Regions from separate parts of the Sus scrofa genome. Here region 1 is linked to region 2. Evidence: chromatin contacts called from public promoter capture Hi-C data. All regions are on one chromosome and are shown on one strand. Each heading gives the region's core, a stretch centred on a gene start, on an enhancer-like site or on the middle of the called end of the contact. The rest is flanking DNA. Distances are from core to core; before and after follow the strand shown. Region 1 holds the start of MYADM (myeloid-associated differentiation marker). Region 2 holds the start of PRKCG (protein kinase C gamma type).

Region 1 (6,231 bases), core at 2,346-4,845, 43 kb before region 2:
GATGGCGCGCCAACACAGCAGGAGAAGCAGAGCCAGCTTTGCGGTGGGAGGATGTGCTATTCTCTAGAGTTGCCCCAGAACTTTTATTTTTTTTTTTAATTGAAAGCTAGTTGAATCCCAATATTGTGAGTGTGTAAGGTGTTAAGCAAAGGGTTAACATATATATATTAAGAATATATATATTTGATTCCTTACCATTTTCATTTATTGCAAGATATTGAATAAAATTCCCTTACTCTACAGTAAATCCTTTTTAGCTAAAGTCTATTTGATTTACAAGATTGTGCGAGTGTCAGGTGTTCAGCAAAGGGATCCAGGTACACACACATATATTTTTTTAATTCCTTACAATTTTAATTTATTGCAAGCTATTGAATATAGTGCCCTTACTCCACAGTAGATCCCAGCGTTTATTTCACATGTGGTTGTGTGTCTCTGTTAATCCCATTACCATAATTTGTCCCTCCTCCTTCCCTTTGGTGACCGTATCTTCTCTGTGTCAATAAGTCTGTTTCTGTTTCTATATAGATTCATTTGTACCATGTGTAGATCCCACCCTTAGTGATATCATGCAATATTTATCCTTTTCTGTCGGACTTTCTATGATTTTCCTCTAGGTCCACCCATGTTGCTTCCAGGGAAATTTTTAGTCTTTTGCTGACTGGTAATCCTCCAGCTCTACATGCACCATCTCTTCCTTATCCATTAATCTGTTGGTGGACATTTAAGTAGCATCCGTATCTTTATGTCACTCTGCTTGAACGCCTAGAATAATATGCCTTCAGTGACAAGAGGCGTCCTAATTTTGGAAATGCTGAACTATGCAAAAAGACCATGCATTTAGATACTTGTTCCATCCAGTTACTTTCAGGAACACTTTTACATTTCAAAGATTGTATATAAAACTCCTGGGAGCAGAGCTAGCTGTCCTGACAAACGTCTTATGCCCACATGTGAATCCACTAAAGAAAATGAACGAGCACGCGAGCTAATTGAGGAGTCAGCTTTTACATATGAGCCAATGGAAGCTTAAGTTACATAGTTCACAGTACCTATAAATCATAGGTAATTTTTCTCGTGGCCCAGAAGTCCATTAGGGAAAGAGAATTTATTAACCGGAGCGTCCATGGGTGGTGATAGTCAAAACTTGAATGATTTCCCTAGAGGACCATGTAGGGGGCTTTTTGTTGAGTTTTACGGAGGGACTTCTGACGTCGGTCCCAGAGCCCAGGCGGCACGGGTCCGTGCCTGCAGTGCACCTGTATTACCACCAGAGGGCGGGCCAGCTCAGCAGGAGACACAGAGCCAGCCTTGCAGCAGGAGGATGGGCTATTCATCAAGAGACGCCCCTGAATCTTTTTAACTTGAAGTCTAGTTGATTTACAAGATTGCGTTAGTGACAGATGTTCTGCAAAGCGATTCAGCTATACATATATATTTTTTTGATTCCTTACCATTTCAATTTTTATATGATATTGAATATAGTTCCCTCACTCCGCAGTTAATCTTTGCTGCTTATCTATATTCTATATGGTCCTGTGTATCTGTGAATCCCATATCCAAAGTCTCTGCCTCCCTGATTCCTTTTCGGGACCATAAGTATGTTTGCAATGTCTATGAGTCTGTTTCTGTCTCTATATTCTATATAGATTCATTTGTACCATTTTTAGATTCACCCACAGTTAGTGATATCATACAATATGCTTTTCTGTCTGATTCTCTTCACTTTCCATGATATCCTCTAGGTACATCCATGTTGCTGCCAGGTGAAAATTCCATCTACATATATACACCATATTTTCCGTATCCATTTTTCCGTTGATGGATATTAAAGTAGCATCCATATCTGTATGGCCACTCCTGCTGAACCCCTAGAATAATGTGCCTTCAATGACAAGACTCATCCTAGTTTGGGAGATGCTGAAGTGTCCAAAATGTGCATTTAGAAAACCCTACCACCTAGTTGGTTTCAGGAACACTTCTACGTTCTTTTTTGTATTTAAAGCTACTGAAACCAGAGCTCGCTGTCCTGAGAGTTTTTTAAGCCCACATGTGAATCTACTCAAGAGGTTCATGAGCACACGAGGTAATTGAGGAGTCAGCTTTCACATATGAGCAGATTGAGGCTTCAATTACATAATTCACTGTACCTACAAACCATTAAAACGTTTTTCTCATCGCCCAGCAGTCAATTAGGGCAAGAGAATTTTTCAGTCAGACCTTCCATGGATGGCGAGAGTCAAATTTTGAATGATTTTTCTAGGGGACCTTGAAGGGGGCCTCTTGGTGGATTTTTCAGAGGGACTTCTGACTTCTGTCTCACTGACCAGACTGCAGTGCCGGTGCCTGCATTGCAGCGGTATCACCAGCAGATGGCGCGCCAACACAGCAGGAGAAACAGCCTTCGCCTTGCAGCAGGCGGATGTGACCATCATTGGCAGTGGCCAAAGAATCTTTTTTTTTCAGTTGAAGCCTGTTTGATTTACAAGATTGTGTTAGTGTCAGGTGTTCAGCAAAGGAATTCGGCTATACATATAGACTTTTTTTATTCCTTTCCATTTTAATTTATTACAAGATAAGGTTTAGTTCCCTTACTCCGCAGTAAATCCTTGTTTATTTTACATATGGCCATGTGTGTCTGTTAATCCCATTCCCATTCCCATTCCCATAATTTGTCCCGCCAACTTCCTTTTTTGTCACCATAAATACGTTCGCTATAAGTCTGTTTCTGTTTCTCTATAGATTCATTTGTACCATTTTTAGATTCCACAGTAAGTGATATTATATAGTATTTAGCCTTTTAAATCTGATTTTCTTCACTTTCTATGATATGATCTAGGTCCATCCATGGTGCTGCCAGTGGGGAAATTTTATTCTTTTTCTGGCTGGTAATATTCCATCTATGTATGTATCTTGTCTTCCTTATCCATTTATCTGTTGATGGACATTTAAGTGACTTCCATGTATTTATGGCCACTCCGGCTTGAACCCCTAGAGTAATATGCCTTCAATGACAAGATGCTTCCTAGTTTGGGAGATGCCAAACTGCACAAAAAAGCTGCATTTAGATATCTCTTCCATCCAGGTACTTGTAGGAACACGTCAAAGTTTGTATTTAAAACTATTGGGAGCAGAGCTGGCTGTTGCAATAAACCTCTCTCGCCCACGTGTGAATCCACTCAAAGTTTAATGAGCAGGTAACTGAGGAGTCAGCTTTTACTTATGAGCAGACTGAGGCTTCAATTACATAATTCACAGGGCCTGCAAATCAGAAATAATTATATCTTAATTGCCGCGCAATCAGGGCAAGGGACATTTTTTTTTAATAAACTTGAAGCTTCCATGGATGGTCATAAGCAAACTTGGAACTATATTCCCAGGGTACGGTGAGAGGGCCCCTTGTTAAATTTTGTAAAGGGACCTCTGACCTTTGCCTCAGAGTCCAGCCTGGACGGGCCCGAGACTGCAGAGCGTGTGTATCCCCAGCAGAGGGCGCGCCAACACAGCAGCAAAAAAAACAAAGCCAGCCTTGCAGCAGCGGGAAGTGAAACTCATCAAAGCGTCGCCAGGGCAACCTTTTACATGATTCACGCCTGAGCACAGCTGAGCACGTGAGAGCAACTAGGAATAATCTCAAGGAGCAGAGGTATTAGCTTCCATTTAACAGTCGCCAAATTGGGATATCTTAGTAACACTCTAAGAAACTCCAAGTTAAACGATGCTATTGTTCTCGAAGGAGGGGAACGAAAAACCTCTTAATTTTTAAAAGCCAGTGATTCTGAGCAGAGGGGAAAGACAGTTCCCAAAGTTGCGTGGCAGTTTTGGCGATGAAGGTGGTCACGTGTTTCAGATCCGGAACAAGGATCCAAGCCCTACTCAGCAAGCCACGCGGGTAGGTGGATTCTGGTAAAGGATTCCACTCTAAGAGAACAGATGCTTTCGGGGGTACCGGATCGTATATGCATCTAACGGCAGGGCAAGCAATTCACTGCTTTAGTTTGGAAGGAAGGGGGAGAAAGAAAACAGCTGAGAAAATATCCCTCCCTCTGTCTCCTAGTTCATGGCCGCATTAAAAAGTACCCGGCGACTAACAACCCTGGAGTGAGTCGGGCGGGGGGGAGGGGGAGCAGAGAAAGGCACCGGTTTACGCTCCCGGCTCGGTTTTCCTCAAACAAGCCCATTTGTCGGGAGGAAGAAAGTCGCAGCTATGGATCCTGCGAGAACCCTTTAGGGAAACGAAGAGAAACGTGGGGGAGACTGTGTCACCCTGACCCCAGGATCTCTTCTGTCCCAGCCCAGCGGGACAGCACGCGCACCTGAACGAGTGCCCAAAAGCAGGAGCTACGCAAAGATCGCTGAGCAAACGAAAGTGCTGAGTCACGGAAAGCGGAGTCTCTTCCTCGGAACACTTTCCGTGGCAGGTGAGTCGGAGATCAGAGTGTCTCGCGGTGGGGGGAGGGGGGGCGCGATGGTCAAGGCCAGCCGCTCCTCTGTGGAGGATGTGTTATCTGTGTGCGGTTGCAGCGAAGATCGTGGGGGTTCTTGGCTTGGCCCTGATGTAAATTCCGATTCTCGGGTTATTTTTATCACAGCTTCTAACATTTGCTCATTGAGATCTTGAATTTTAGGCTATCAATATTTTATTTCTTTAAAAAAACTTTTTTTTTTTTTTTTTTTTTTTCCCTTTTTGGCCACGCCGGGGTATATGGAAGTTCCTGAGCCAGGGGCCAGATCAGAGCTGCCGTTCCGACCAAGGCTGCCTTGGTGGCGGCAACGTCAGAGCCTTAACCCACTGTGCTGGGCTGGGAATCGAACCCGTGTCCCTAGGCTCCAGGGAAGCCGCTGATCCTGTTGCACCACAGCAGGGACTCTTCTATCAATATTTTAAAAATATTCCTATTACATTATGTGTTAACCTCCATATACATTAAATTTCATCGTGTCCCTTTAGTATATCCGGGGACAATCGTGTGATTATTCTTAGCTCTGTTAGGATGATAAAGTTCATTTAATAATCTCCAAATGTGGGCCATCTTTGCATTCCTAGAATAAGCCCCACTTCGTCAAGATTTTTTTTTTATTATTTAAAAAAAAAGGAGTTCCCGTCTGGCTCAGTGGTTAATGAATCCAACTAGGAACCATGAGGTTGTGGGTTCAATCCCTGGCCTTGCTCAGCAGGTTAAGGATCCAGCGTTGCCGTGAGCTGTGGTGTAGGTGGCAGACTCACCTCAGATCCGGCGTTGCTGTGGCTCTGGCACAGGCCGGTGGCTATAGCTCCAATTAGACCCCTAGCCTGGGAACCTCCATATGCCGCGGGAGCAGCCCTCAAAAGGCAAAAAGACCAAAAAAACAAAAAAAACCCCACTAGCTGTGACCTGTGGTGTAGGTCGAAGATGTGCCTTGGATCCTGTGTTGCTGTGGCTGTGGCTAGGCTGGCACCTACAGCTCCGATTGGCCCCCTAGCCTGAGAACCTCCATATGCCACGGGTGTGGCCCTAAAAATCAAAAAAATAATAAACAAAAAACGCTTATGTTAAGTATCATCCACTTGTTAAACCACCATCTCCTGGAACACGGTACTGCCATCAAAAAATGTGATACTAATCTGACTGGCTTGCCCTTCTACATTAACTTGATCTGTTGCTCAGATCTGTAAATAATTATTTTCCTAAACAAACACAAACAACTGGTAGTTTTCCTAGCACGTGTCTCACCGACGACTCTCCTTCAATTCAAAGGCCCAAAGCCTTTCTTTCAGATGCGTTTATTAGATGTTGATTTTTCTGACTTGTTTTGTTCCACTGTTTGGCGTTCTTCCGTCAGCAGTTTCTATTCAGGTATTTTGGGATCTTCTTGGTCTGTCTTTCTGTCCCTTGGCCTTTGAATCTCTTCATTCAGATCTGATTTTTTTTTCCTTCTTTCCATCATCAGTTTAACTGTATTTTCTGTGGGGCGCTTCAGTCTTGTGTTTCTTGTAGGGGCGCCATCCTTTTGCAAATGTTGAAGTTTCTAGTCCTTTTCTGACCCGTGTCAGGTCCTCTTTCCATGTGATCTTTTCTGACTACTTAGCTTCTTTCTAAGGTTCCCTCCATTTACGTAGTTGTTTGCTCATAACTATCCTGGTGCTATGATGTAGAACAAGAAACATACTTTGGAGTTCCCTTGTGGCTGAGTAGGTTAAGGACCTGGCATTGTCACTGCTGTGGCTTGGGTTACTGGAGTGGCATGGGT
Region 2 (5,906 bases), core at 2,773-5,272:
AACACTATCTCTGCAAGGATGTGGGTTAAGGAACCAACGTTGCCACAAGCTGCAACTTAGCCTGCAGATGCATCTTGGATCTGATGTGGCCCTGGCTGTAGTGTAGGCCTGCAGCTGCGGCTCCCATTCGACCCCTCACCTGGGAACTTCCACGTCACAGGTGTGGCCCTAAAAAGAAAAACAACAAAATTTGGAAAAAAGAGAGGACTTCCCATCAGGGCTCAGAAGAAACAAATCTGACTAGCATCCATGAGGATGCAAGTTCGATCCCTGGCCTCGCTCAGTGGGTGAAGGATCTGGCGTTGCCAGGAACTGTGGTGTAGGTTGCAGACATGGCTTAGGATCTGGCATTGCTGTGGCTGTGGTGCAGGCCAGCAGCTACAGCTCCGATTTGACCCCTAGCCATGGGTGCGGCCCTAAAGAAAGAGAGAGAGAAGAAGTCACAGAAGCTAGGGCCTCTTCTTCTGGCAGGGGCAATGGGGAGGGCAAGGTAGGGGGATGTAATTTAGAGCAGAATCTTTGAGTCTCTGGAGGAAGGAGGGCTGCTTTGCTTGTCTGGGGTGGGAAGAAAGAGACACAGCTTGGCAGAAGTTGGCTTTCAGAGAGAGGAAAGGGGGTTTGGGGAAGAAGAGAGAGGGGGGCCAACAGTCCTGAATTCCGACGTGGGAGGTAGGAAAACTGGGGGTGGAAGGAGGAGGGGGCTAGCACCAGGATGACCCCTCCTCCAGGCAGGCCTGGGATTGGCCCAATCTGAAACCTGAAAGGCCCCGCCTCCTGGGCACCCCCAGTTCAAGTCCACATTACTTTGTCCATATATACCCCCTCATCCCCACCCCGGGGAGGCAAGTGCTGGGGGCCTGGGTCCTCCAGTTTGGAACCTTCCTAGGATACTTTCTTTTTGGCCATCCCGCGGCATGTGGAGTTCGCGGCCCGGGATCAGATCCAAGCGGCAGGTGAGACCTGAGCAGCCACCGCTGCGGCAACAGGTCCTTCACCCACCGTGCTGGCGGGCTGGGGGATCGAACCTGTGTCCCAGCACTCCTGAGATGCTGCCGATCGCCGTTACACCACAGTGGGATCTCTTAGGAGACTTTCTTTCCCCTCCCTCCCCCGCCCCAGCCATGCCGGTGACGGTGACCCGTACCACCATCACGACAACCACGTCGTCGTCCTCGGGCCTGGGCTCCTCGACCATCGTGGGGTCCCCTCGGGCACTGACCCAGCCCCTGGGCCTCCTCCGCCTGCTGCAGCTGATCTCCACCTGCGTGGCCTTCTCACTGGTGGCCAGCGTGGGCGCGTGGACCGGAGCCATGGGTAACTGGTCCATGTTCACGTGGTGCTTCTGCTTCGCCGTGACCCTCATCATCCTCATCGTCGAGTTAGCGGGGCTCCAGGCCCGCTTCCCCCTGTCCTGGCGCAACTTCCCCATCACCTACGCCTGCTACGCCGCCCTCTTCTGCCTCTCGGCCTCCATCATCTACCCCACCACCTACGTCCAGTTCTTGTCCCACGGCCGCTCCCGGGACCATGCCATCGCCGCAACCGCCTTCTCCTGCATCGCCTGTGTGGCTTATGCCACCGAAGTGGCCTGGACCCGGGCCCGGCCCGGCGAGATCACCGGCTACATGGCCACCGTGCCAGGCCTGCTCAAGGTGCTGGAGACCTTCGTGGCCTGTGTCATCTTCGCCTTCATCAGCAACCCCAACCTGTACCAGCACCAGCCAGCCCTGGAGTGGTGCGTGGCCGTGTACTCCATCTGCTTCATCCTGGCGGCTGTGGCCATCCTGCTGAACCTGGGCGACTGCACGAACGTGCTGCCCATCGCCTTCCCCACTTTCCTGTCCGGGCTGGCCCTGATCTCCGTCCTCTTCTATGCCACGGCTCTGGTCCTCTGGCCGCTCTACCAGTTCGACCAGAAGTATGGCGGCCATCCCCGGCGGTCCATGGATCCAGGCTGCGGCGACCGGCACACCTATTACGTGTGCCCCTGGGACCGACGTCTGGCTGTGGCCATCCTGACAGCCATCAACCTGCTGGCTTACGTGGCCGACCTGGTGCACTCGGCCCGCCTGGTCTTTGTCAGGGTCTGAGGCTCCGCCCAGGGGCTCCCCATCCTCTCCCCTCTTCTCAGCTGAGAGTCTCTCCCGAGTTCCGAGGTCCTCTGATGTCCTCTCTCTGGCTCCCCTCTCTCCTTCCTGACTCCTCCTGCTCTCTGATCTGTTTCCTTCACCCCTCCACCCGCTCTGCCTCCCTTCCTGTTTTGTTTGGTTGCCACATCCTGTTTGGACGCCTCTTCTTTTTTTTCATGTTCTGCGTGGGGGCTCGTTTCAGGTCCTGATCATCCTATTGGTTTTCTCTGCCTTCTTCCTGACCCGCCTCTTCCCCGTTTCCCTCTGATCCATCCCGAGCCCTGAGACATCTCCCTTCGCTGCCCCACTGCCCCCCTCCCACGTCCAAAGGTGCTGAGCCCCAGAAGGTGCTGAGCCCCACGTCACACACCCTTTTGCAGCTCTTCATCCCCTGGGCCTCCAGAGGGGCCTCATTGCCAAAGCATGCCTGCCCGTCCTGGCTGTGCCTTAGTTGGTGTGTATGTGTTTGTGCTTGTGTTTGGGGGGCGGGGGTGGGTAGCTAGGGATCGGGCCCCCTTTCTCTCAGGAGGGAGGGGTATACAATGCACCTTGCCTCCTTAAGTTCAAAAATAAAATGCTGGAGGTCAGGAATTCCCAGTGGGCTGGAGGCTTCAAGCATAGATCCTGGCGCCCTAGGCCCCACCTGGTGCTCAGCCTCGCCTGGGATTGGATCCAGAATTTTTGCCGAGCTTCCAAAAGCCCACTGCCTACAGGCCATCTTAAAGGAAGCAAGGACTGGAGGCCTTCCATCCCGGCTACTCCCTGAGGTGCCAAAAAAGGAGCTGGCAAAAAGTGCAGGGTCTTGGAGTGAAATAGGTGTGAGGGGCAGTGATGCCGCCCTCCAGCCTCAGTGTTAAAAATAGTATCTCCTGCCTTTTGCCGGAGAAGAAAAAAAATGGCCACTGCCAGCCTTAAAGCTGATATTAAGCTGATATTCTTTTTTTTTTTTTTTTTCAAAACATTTATTTCGGGGGGTGGGGAATGGTTGCTGTGCCAATGTGAAAAGAATTGCCTTGCTTGAGTGTGTGGTGCACACACGTGTTTCTGCGTGCTAGTTTGCTTTCTGCTGCTGCTTCCTGCTTCTCTGGGACTCACACGCCTAACATGATCTATATAAATGTATAAATATATATTTTATTTTTTTTTAATTCCCCGGAGCTTCTGGTTCCCATCAGGCCTTGCTGTCAATCAGAGAGAGAAGCCTTGTCCCTTCTCCCACATCCATCATGTTCATTTTTTAAAAAAACTCAATATAAAGATAAAAGAAAGACTTGTGCTTGCTTTATTATCGGGATGGGCTCCAGAAAAGAGGGCAAGGCCCAGATTCCTGCGTCTGGTAGGAGAAAGGGGCTGGAGCCAAGAGAACTTTGGTCTCATGAGGAGGGGTAGGGGAGATGGACTACCTGTGTCTGGATTTTCTAAATTACTCACTCAAATCAGGAGAGCTAGTTGGAATAGAAATGAACAAGATTTCTCCTTTGTGGAAGTTGCATGAGCACTTCAGAAATTCAGTGTTTTGTTCTCAATGTGCAGCATCTTTCCTCCAAAATCAGTGCTTTTCTGGCTCCCCACTTCTCAGGAATAAGCTCTCAGGGCTGAAAACCCAGGCACTCGTTCTTACCAGTCAGTCAGTGGCTGGTCACATACTGTCTCTTCCTCCTCTTAAATCCTATTTTTATCTGTCCCATTCTCCACAAGTTCCTTTCATTTTGTTTCATTTGAGCTATGGCCCTGGCCTCCTTCATCCCACCTCTAGCACATCCTGGCCCTCCTGGAGGGATACTCTGCTTTCAACGTCCAGATCTGATCCTGCCCTCCCCTGCTCAAATCCTTCTAGATCCTACTCCAGGTGGCCCACAGGTAATACCAACGGCCCTCAGTCAAGGCCTTCAGCATCTGATCCTGCCTGTATCCCCACTCCCAGCTCCGTTTTACCCTCAGTTCTAAGCTCCTTGACACACCTGGTCAAGAGAACACCCTGATGAGCAAATGAATTCCTCCGCAATGAATCTCTCACAGGTAATTTTGTTTCTCCGGCCTGATGAGAATCCCAAAGAAACATGAATCTGGGCAAATTCCGGGATCATGCAACCCATTTCTTGCACCACCTACATCGGCAAAAGCAATTGGGAAGAGACACTGCAAGGGAGGGAAGGGTCCCGCTGGAGAAGTGGGGGAGGGCTAACTAGAGCAGGGGCATGTCTTTGTGGTTAGGAAAAGCCTCCTTTCCATCTCTGCAGTATCCACTCCAGAATTCTGACCTACTCCAGTCCCTACCTTCTCAGAGGACATCGCGCCCCCCCACGTCTCCCCCATCCCAAGCTTGAACTCTGTCTGGAAGGCATCTGACACAGTAGCTGTAGAACCCGAGGATGATAGGCTCGTGGCTCGGGAAAGAACCCAAGCAGAACTGGAACAGAGCGCGGTGGGATTCCCAGATCGGTTGTCCGGGCCACCCCGGCCCCTATCCTCTGTCCTGGGCCTCGGCGGACGCCTTGAGGGGGGCTAGAAAGCCAGGAGACACCATGTTGGGGGGTTAGGAGAGGATTCGGATTCTTTCATCTCCCATTCGGCTTCGGGAAGCCGGACCCCGACCCCCAAAAGTCCCAAAGAAGAAGTGGGGGGTGTCCCGAATCCCCAGGCTCCACGGCAGCGCCCCGCCCCTATTCGCGGGGCGTGCCGGGAGAGGAAGTTCTCGGCCGAGTTGCGAGAACAGCCGATCCGCAGGTCCAGACTACAAGTCCCAGAATGCATTGCACCCCGCAGCCGCGGGCGGGCCATGGTTGCCCTTGGCAACAGTGCGGGTCTCCCTGGAGCCTGGACGAAGACGCTGTGGCCAGCCGGGGGAGGAATCGAGAGCCACCAGAGAGAGGCAGAGACGCAGTTGGGGCGACGGAGGGGAGAGACAGGAGGAAACCGACAAGGACAACGTTCGGAGAGACCCTGCCAACCCCCAGACAGAGACGCACAGGGCATTCCCAAGCCAGCGAGGAACAGAGACTGAATCACAGAGAGACGTGGAGGAAGGGAGGGACCCCCCAGAGACGAGAAGGAGAGCCAGAGAGACAAATAGAGTAGGTGAGGAAGGGACAAAGATAGAGCTGGGGAGGAGAGGGAGAGAGATCAACTTAAACATTTAGATAGAGACCCCCAGCGATAGAGAGAAAGAGGTAAGCACGAACAGAGAGAGATTCGTAGAGATAGGAAGGGAGAGAGACAGACACTGAAGCATCTGCAAAGACATGGACACAGAGAGGAGGGGAGAGAATCAGAGGGAAATAGAAGAGGACGTAGAGAAAGAGACAGGGAGAGAGACAGAGATTGCCTCTCAAAGAGAAAGACGCAGAGGGAGGGAGAGACAGATTCACAGAAGCAGAACCAAAGAGACAGGGAGAGGAAGAGCTTCGGGGAGACAGATGTGAAGGATTTATGAGACAGGAAGGGACAGAGGGAGACGGATCCACTGTGAGACACATAAGGAGTGAGAGACACACCCAGATCCAGAGAGGGTCATAGGATGAGTGACAAACATAAATAGGGACACAGAGTGAAGAAAACAGAGAAATGAAAGCAAATTCTCAGACCAGGACAGGTACCCAGATCCACCCAGAGAGACCGAGGGCCAAGAATACTGAGAGAACAGAGGTCAAGGGAAAGACACACACAGAAGCAGACATGGATGGTCCAGTTCACAGAAGCCCAGAGAGAAATCAAGACTCGGGTGGCAACAGAAAAAGTGAGACACCAAGCCTCCCTGCCCACCATTGGATCCCAGCA

Evidence for each region. Promoter capture Hi-C pulls out the DNA fragments that hold promoters and counts their contacts.
Region 1: a contact with region 2 is called in a promoter capture Hi-C map of liver, with 5 times the contacts expected there. The contact joins the promoter of MYADM here to the promoter of PRKCG in region 2. A contact is called at or near these places in 1 of 5 promoter capture datasets (liver), 20 of 47 Hi-C or Micro-C datasets (alveolar macrophages, blood, brain and 7 more) and 1 of 2 datasets of contacts at active chromatin or transcription factors (skeletal muscle).

Annotation. Positions count from the first base shown.
Region 1 is chr6:56,275,941-56,282,171 of Sscrofa11.1, reverse strand. It overlaps MYADM (myeloid-associated differentiation marker), which reads left to right and starts at 3,595. Exons shown (of 6, transcript XM_021094908.1): 1 at 3,595-3,892; 2 at 4,295-4,421.
Region 2 is chr6:56,233,799-56,239,704 of Sscrofa11.1, reverse strand. It overlaps PRKCG (protein kinase C gamma type), which reads left to right and starts at 4,022. Exons shown (of 19, transcript XM_021094907.1): 1 at 4,022-5,865. MYADM (myeloid-associated differentiation marker) reads left to right here. Exons shown (of 6, transcript XM_021094908.1): 6 at 1,120-3,399. The coding sequence starts at 1,122. The coding sequence ends at 2,090.